Regions from separate parts of the Oryctolagus cuniculus genome. Here region 1 is linked to region 2. A link is a contact called in public Micro-C data. All regions are on one chromosome and are shown on one strand. The core of a region is the stretch at or near the end of the contact, and the rest is flanking DNA. Distances in the headings are between cores, read along the strand shown.

Region 1 (3,479 bases), core at 648-3,147, 120 kb before region 2:
TAAATGACCACAACAGCCAGGACTAAGCCTGGCTGAAGCCAGGAGCCAGGAGCTTCTTCCAGGTTTCCCACAGGGGTGCAGGGGCCCAGGGACTTGAGCCAACTTTTGCTGCTTTGCCAGGCACATTAGCAGTGAGATGGATCAGAAGTAGAGCAGCCGGGATTCGAATGGGTGCCCATGTGGCATGCTGGCACTGCTTTAATCTGCTGGGCCACAGCACTGGCCCCTAAAAACTTTTTAGAAAATATTTCTTTAAGAGACAGAGAGCTCCTATCCACTGGTTCACTCCCTAAATGCCTTAAACAGCTGAGAATGAGCCAGGCCAGAGCCTGGAACTAGGAACCCAGCCCAACTCTGCTGTGTGCGTGTCAGGCACTCAACCAATAGGGCTATCACATGCGTCCTCCCAGGGTACACATTAGCTGAGACCTGCAGTTGGGCACAGAGCCATGACTTAAACTCAGGCCCTCCAGTGTGGGATGCAGGTGTCCCACCCAGCACCCTCACTACTGTGCCACAGGCCTGCCCCTGGTCTGCATCTTAAACACATTGGTGAGTCTTAGGCACGTGCAGATTTGGAGATGGTTGCGTGTGTGTGTGTGTGTGTGTGTGTGTGTGTGTGTGTGTGACTCAGTCTGTGGATGTAAAGGGTTGGCTTCAGCACAGGTGTTGTCACCTGGGTCCAGTGGAGGCCTTTTCCTGTACAGTCATCAGCCAGGCCCTCTGCTGGCCCCTTGGAGTAACCAGCCTTGTTTCTAGTACCACGGTTGGGTTGTAACTCGGAAAGCTGCTTAGACCCCAGATTCTCTCAGAGAAGCCAACAGTGTGGCTGGAGCTTGATGTGCTGGCTTGAGTACACATCGGATTCAACACATCCCGCCCTGGGCTCAGTGGAACTGGGCTGTTGCTGTGTTTTGTTGGGGCCATCGTGTCTCCCATTCAAAGTGGAGCTTCTAAAATAAGTAGTTTTAACACAGGGTCCATGAGCCCCTGAAATTACATGTGAAGTTGTACGTGAGTAAGTGTATTTTTCTAGGAGAGGATCCAGAACCACCTGCCAGAGTCGCAAAGGCCTCCTGGACCCCGAGAGGGGAGAGATGCAGGATCAGAACAGTCAAGAATGACAAGATTTCTCGTCCAGGAAGGCGCTCTGAACTTCTGCAGACCGAGCCAACGGCAAATTGTGATTCTCCCCATTCCTCAAAACATACCTGCTCCCTCCCCTCTCCCCCACCTCGGTCTTCTGTGTGCTTGGCTTGCCTCTCTTTCTCTGCTCTTCCTCTCTCCCTAATCTCTTTGTCTCTCGCTGCCTCTCTGCCCCCAACTTGCTGGCTCGTCTCCCTCCTCACTGTCTAGTCCCTTCCCTCCCTCGCTCCTTCTCCCTTACCGACCTGAACTGAAAAAGAAGCTAAGTGTGTTCTTTTACTCTTCGACCCAGACAATAACATTTTGTGCTGGTGGCTCTTGTCTTTAAAATTGAGTTGTACAGGGACTGTGTCTCTGGCCGAGGGGGACAGTAATACTTGGGATGCCCTGGCTGTTTGGATCCCGCCTTGTTAGTTTTCTCTGTGCCGCCACGGCCCCGACTCCTCCCTGCAAGGGGAGGGCTGGGAGCAAGCCTCATTCTTGCGGTGAGTTTGATTCTGATGAAGCAAGGATGTCTCAAGAGAACCCTGCGCCCCTGACTCTAGGTCCCCACCCCGCCACTGGTGTCCCCATTGGATTATGTTCATTTACTAGCATTGGCTCTGGGGACCAGAGAAAGGAACCACAGGCTGAGAAGGCCTTGGGATCCCTGAAACCTGCAGTGACCTGAGAGCTAGCGTTGCTGGGCTTCTGCCCTGGGTCAGCTCCAGCGCTGTGAGCAGCAGGGGATTGGCTGGCCAGCCCTCCTGGCCAGTGTTCGGGCTGGATGCCTGACGCATGAAATCACTGGCTTGGGAGGGCCCTTTCACGCTCCTGAGCCCCAAGCAGCCGCGAGTTCAGAGGAAACGGAAGGTGACACCCTGAGGGATGGGCCCACACAGCCTGTCTGAGCCCCCAGCTTCGAGGCCAGCCAGGCTGTCGTTCCTCTCCTCTCACTGCATAGGGGAGGATGTGCTCTGCCTCTGGGGACTGTGCTGAGTGCTCTCTGGGCTCAGGATGGCACGTGGTGGCTTCAGTATCTTGGGGCCACCTCCTGGGTTGGGGGGAATGATGATGAGCCTACGTGGGACAGGAAGGGCAAGGATATGTGTCCTCAGGTCACTCCCATTTCAGTGGGCAGTGAGGTGACTACAGACTACAGACCCGGGGAGCCAGGTGGCCAGCCCAGGCTGTGAGTGGGTGGGGCCCAGCCACCTGTGAATGCCCCCAGGTGGAGTGAGGAGCCTGCTGCAGGTGGAATTGATAGATTGGGAAGTGCTGCCTCCTGGGGGCTGGTGGTGGAAGACACCCCAAACCATAAATTTGAAAATACTTCGGTGAAGACCTGTGGGGGCCTCACCTTGCTTTTCTCCCTGACCTTCACTCCAGGGTCCACATGGGGCCAGCCCCACAGATTCTCGGATTGTGGGGAAAGTGGGAACCTGTCTGCCCCCTGTCAGTTTCTTATCACTCTAGTCCTATACCTTCATGCTCTCTGCAGCAATTTAGAGCTTGCAAGTTTGTGTTCAAGAGTGGACTCTGAAGAAATTGAGGCCTTGGCCACAGGGTCAGCCCCTGCCCCACCATGAGGTGGCCACAGCCCAGGTCAGCCCTGGGCAACGGGGCAGCCTCTAAAACAGCTTGCTGGGGACTGTGTTTGCGGAGGAATGGCCAGGCCCTGTAGAAAGTTGGCGAGCAGCTATAACTGCTGGCCCAGTTTGAAAGATTGCATCATATTTACTTTGGCCGTCAGAGCCATGGCTTTGGAATCAGAACCGTGGGTTGAAATTCCAGCTCAGCTACAACTTGTTGCATGGGCTGGGATGAGTTACTTAACCTCTCTGACCTGTAGTCTTATTTCTGAAAAGCAGGTAATAATGTGTAGTTTGTTAGATGGTCAGAACATAGAATGAGAGGCCTGGTATCATACTTGGCACAAAATAGATGCTTAGTAAATGACTACGGTCCTCATCAGTGTTTATCCTGGAAGAATAAGTCTCCCAAGGCTCCTGGGTTATACTCCAGGGCGGTGCCTCTCAAGCTTCAGGATCTGGGGGTCTTAAAAGGAAGATTCCAGTTTTGCAGGTGGATAGGGGATAAGAGGTAAAAGGAAAGAGCTGAGACTCGGCCAGCGCCACGGCTTACTAGGCTAATCCTCTGCCTTGCGGCACTGGCACACTGGGTTCTAGTCCCGGTCGGGGCGCCAGATTCTGTCCCGGTTGCCTCTCTTCCAGGCCAGCTCTCTGCTGTGGCCAGGGAGTGCAGTGGAGGATGGCCCAAGTGCTTGGGCCCTGCACCTGCATGGGAGACCAGGATAAGCACCTGGCTCCTGCCATCAGATCAGCGCCAGCGCA
Region 2 (3,730 bases), core at 85-2,584:
GGGCCCATCTGCAGCCGCCCTGGACACCGCGTGCTCTTCCCCCTGGAGGTGGGTCATGGAGACAGGAAGACAGAGAAGCAGGGAGGAGCAGAGAGAGGGGATGGAGAAGCCCATACCCATGTTTTCATGAGCAGCAGGTAGTCAGGTGCAGTCACTAAGAAAACTGACGGGGCAAATTGTTTCCCTACTTTGAGCCACTCTTTCTTTACTTTAAAAGAGGCTTGTAGCCCTAAAATTTACTTTTTTTTTTCTCAAAGATTGACTTATTTGAAAGGCAGAGTTACAGAGAGAGAACGAGAGACACACGGCGATCTTCCATCCGCTGGTTCACTTCCCAGGTGACAACAGTCAGAGCTGGGCCGATTTGAAGCCAGCAGCCAGGAGCTTCTTCTGGGTCTCCCACGCTGGTGCAGGGGCCCAAGGACTTGGGCCATCTTGTGCTGCTTTCCCAGGCGCATTAGCAGGGAGCTGGGCTGGAAATGGAGCAGCTGGGTGCCCACAGGTCACAGGTAGCAGATTTACCCCCTCCCCACAACCCCAGCCCCTAATTTAGACATTTTATTATTTATTCACCCAACATTGTTTTAGCATGAAAACTTGTTTGCACGAAATCTTTGCACCTCTCCCCTGAAAGAGGCCATTTAAAAACCGGTGGTCCTCGGGCATCAGTGAGCTCAGGCTGCAACCGGAAGCCCTCTTCCAGAGCCCCAGGGCTGCCTGAACTCAAAGCTGGGCTTCCCGGCCGCGACATCTCCGCAGAACTCCGGTGGGTGGGGACAGGACCCAGGCTTGGGAGGACAGAGGCTTCCCGCCCTGGCCAGAGGACGACGCGGAGGGGTGGCACGAGAGGACGGCGCCTCGAATCCGCTAGGTCGGCGACAGCCGGGCGGGGAGCAGGGCGCCGGTCTCCACTGCGCTCCTCTGCCCGGGCGCTCGTTGCAGTGGAGTTGGTGAGGATCACCGCTCGCCGGACCTGCACTGTGCGTGTAAGGAGTTGACAAGAGTGGTTCCGATCGACAAGGTTCGGTTTCATTCGTCTCCAGAAGGCAAAGCCAGGTTCAGGGGCGCGCAGGAGTGGCCGGAGCCGTCCGGGGCGTCGCGGGCCCCGCCCCCGTCCCAGGCCGGCCGCGCTCCGGGCGCGCCCCCGCCCCCTTCCCGCCTCTCCCCGCCCCGGGCCCGCGCGCCGGCCGGGTGATGTCAGCCCGAGGAGGAGCCGCCCGCCCCGCGACCCGCCCGCGCTAATTAGCATGGAGCGGCGCCGCGGGCCGCCCCCGCCGCGCCCGCCCGCCCCCGGCCGCCCGCCCGCGGCGCCCACAACTTTTGAGGCGGGGAGCGCGCTCGCAGCCCCACTTCGCTGACTTCCCGGCCCCGCGTCCCTCGCGCCCGCGGCCGCCCCGCGCTCGCCCCGCGCGCCGGGCATGTGAGCGCGGGCGGCGCCGCCACCATGGCCTCGCCGCGCGCTTCGCGGTGGCCGCCGCCGCTCCTGCTGCTGCTGCTGCTGCCGGCGCCGCTGCTGCTGCTGCTGCCGGCGGTTCCCGGGACGCGGGGCCAGCCGCCCTCCCCGGCGCTCGGCGCGCCCCTCCCCGGCGCGGGGCTGGCTCGGGCCCCCGAGAGCGGCCCGGAGCGGGAGCCGGAGCGCCGTGGGCCCGCGCCCCCAGACCCCAGCCAGGCGGCCCCCGGGCCGGGCGCCGCGACACGGCGGGGACGCCCCGGTCTGGCCCCCCAAGGCGCGAGCGCGGGTGAGTGAGAGGCGGGGTGCGGCGCGAGCCTCGAGCCGGGGGCGTGGGCGCGCCCCCAGCCCTAGGCCCCTGGGCGCCGCGCGACCCGGGTTGGGGGCTCCGCTTCCGCGGCGTGCGTGGGACCCCGAGGCTGGGAGGGAGGGAGGGAGGCTTCTGCAGGTGGCTGCACCGGGGCTGGGACCATCCCTTCGCTCCCCACCTCCTGGAGGAAAACTCATCTCCGTGGGGTGCCCCTCCTCCGCCCCCTCCCGCTGCGAGGCGAAAGGAAGGGGCGGAGGACGGACCCTCCCGGCCCCGGCCCGCTTCGGGGCTCACGTCCGGCCGCCGGCCCGGTGCCGTTCTTTTTTTCCCTGTAGACGCGGAGCTGGCCTCTGCAGGTACAGAGCTCAACTTTCAAACCCGAGTAACGGATTTTTAATTGAAGGGTTCCACCTCAGAGGATATTGTCCAGGACAAAGGATGTGATTCAAAAGCCTACGCTCCACTAGTTCCAGTCTAAAGCCGGGGCGCGCCGGCGGGGGTGGGGGGTGCGCAACTCGGGACCCTCTCTCTGTTTACCCAGGGAGCCGCTGCTCCACGCACCGCCCCCGCCCGCCGCATCCCTGCTACCTTGGTGCCCAGGTCCTTCCTTTGGTCTGGAAGATCTGGCTGGAATTCCAGCCCTAGTGGAATTCTTAGTGTCCCTTCGAAGTTTCCTCTTTTGATCTCAGTTTCTCCGTCTGCGAAATGGAAGTAATGATCCCCACGCCTCTTAGCGATGATGTGATAAAATGAAAGTAAAAATAACTGGAAAGCGCTTTGAGCAAAGCAACGTGGTGCCCTTGGCGGGTGCCTTCCTGTGTGTGACACTGGGCCTTGCCCCGGGGGTGCCCCGGAGGGGCCGGGTTGCTTGCCACACCGGATGTTGGCGTTCAGGGGCAGCTTTGAGAAATCATTCATTGTAAGTTTCAGGTATCTCATGAGCTTTCTGCTCTGCGGAGTACTTGCTTCATCCAATCTAGAGGTGTGCCCTGGAATCAGATCAGGAGAATGCGTGCTCCTTGGGAATTTCTAACTCACTGGCAGGAGGTTGGGAAACGGAGGCCCGGTGAGAAGGTGGAAGGTCACGCCTTGTTCAAAAGGCCAGCGGGAGCCACATCCCAGAGGGACCTTGACTTTAGGTGACTTCCCACACAGTGTGCGGAGTGTCCGCAGGAAGGGACCGAGGACATAAAAGAAAACATTTCCTGACTTTCTCCGGCTAGATGAGTAACCTAGGAGCGCAGAGAATGGCGTGCAGGGGCTGGGCCCTGCAGAGGGGCCGCTGGGAAGCCATGGCCATCTCCTGGCTGCTGTGCAGGCTCCAGCCCTGGGGGGAGAGTGCGAGGGATGCTGAGAAGGGGGGTCCCTGTGGATGGGCTGCACGAGAGGCTCGTTCCTTGTAGCTGGGAAGCCCACAGATCAAATACGGGGGTTCTGGAGTCTGCACAGGGGCACAGTGGGTAAGGATTGGGTCCCTGAAGTGACCCAAACTGTCCTTGCAGCCAGGCAGGTGGCTGCTAGACCCGACTTTGCAGCCTCCTGGGTATGGTTCACCTGGGGGAGGTGAGCATGATGGAGGCTTCAGGTGCGGGAGGCGCTGGACAGAATGTGTAGGAGAGTTCCTGAAAGCAGACAGGGAGTCTTAGCCTTCTCTTGCCCACGGCACCTGTTCTGGGGCCGCCACACAGACTGCCCAAGGAGTGCCTGCTCTCCCGCCGGCCCAGGGGCCAGATCAGGGAGGGGGATGCTGGAGAGCGGAGAGCAGCTCTGCTGTGGCCCGGGAGTGCAGTGGAGGATGGCCCAGGTGCTTGGGCCCTGCACCCCATGGGAGACCAGGAAAAGCACCTGGCTCCTGGCTCCTGCCATCGGGTCAGCGCAGTGTGCCGGCCGCAGCACGCCAGCCGCGGCGGCCATTGGAGGGTGAACCAACGGCAAAGGAAGACCTTTCTCTCTGTCTCTCTCTCTCACTG

What was found. A called contact is a pair of places that touch in the nucleus more often than the background predicts.
Region 1: a contact with region 2 is called in a Micro-C map of ear pinna, with 2.7 times the contacts expected there. The contact joins the enhancer-like site here to the promoter of HEG1 in region 2. A contact is called at or near these places in 2 of 6 Hi-C or Micro-C datasets (ear pinna and psoas muscle).

The regions. Positions count from the first base shown.
Region 1 is chr4:81,393,984-81,397,462 of mOryCun1.1, reverse strand. All of the region lies in intron 5 of SLC12A8 (solute carrier family 12 member 8), which reads left to right. Among named protein-coding and RNA genes, the nearest start is that of SLC12A8, 95 kb to the left of the region's middle. Within about 2 kb of position 1,897, at least 5 of the 8 cell types and tissues checked have an H3K27ac peak or open chromatin away from gene starts, as enhancers often do. A contact at or near this core is called in ear pinna, where this site is marked.
Region 2 is chr4:81,275,605-81,279,334 of mOryCun1.1, reverse strand. It overlaps HEG1 (heart development protein with EGF like domains 1), which reads left to right and starts at 1,334. Exons shown (of 17, transcript XM_051859197.2): 1 at 1,334-1,739. The coding sequence starts at 1,445.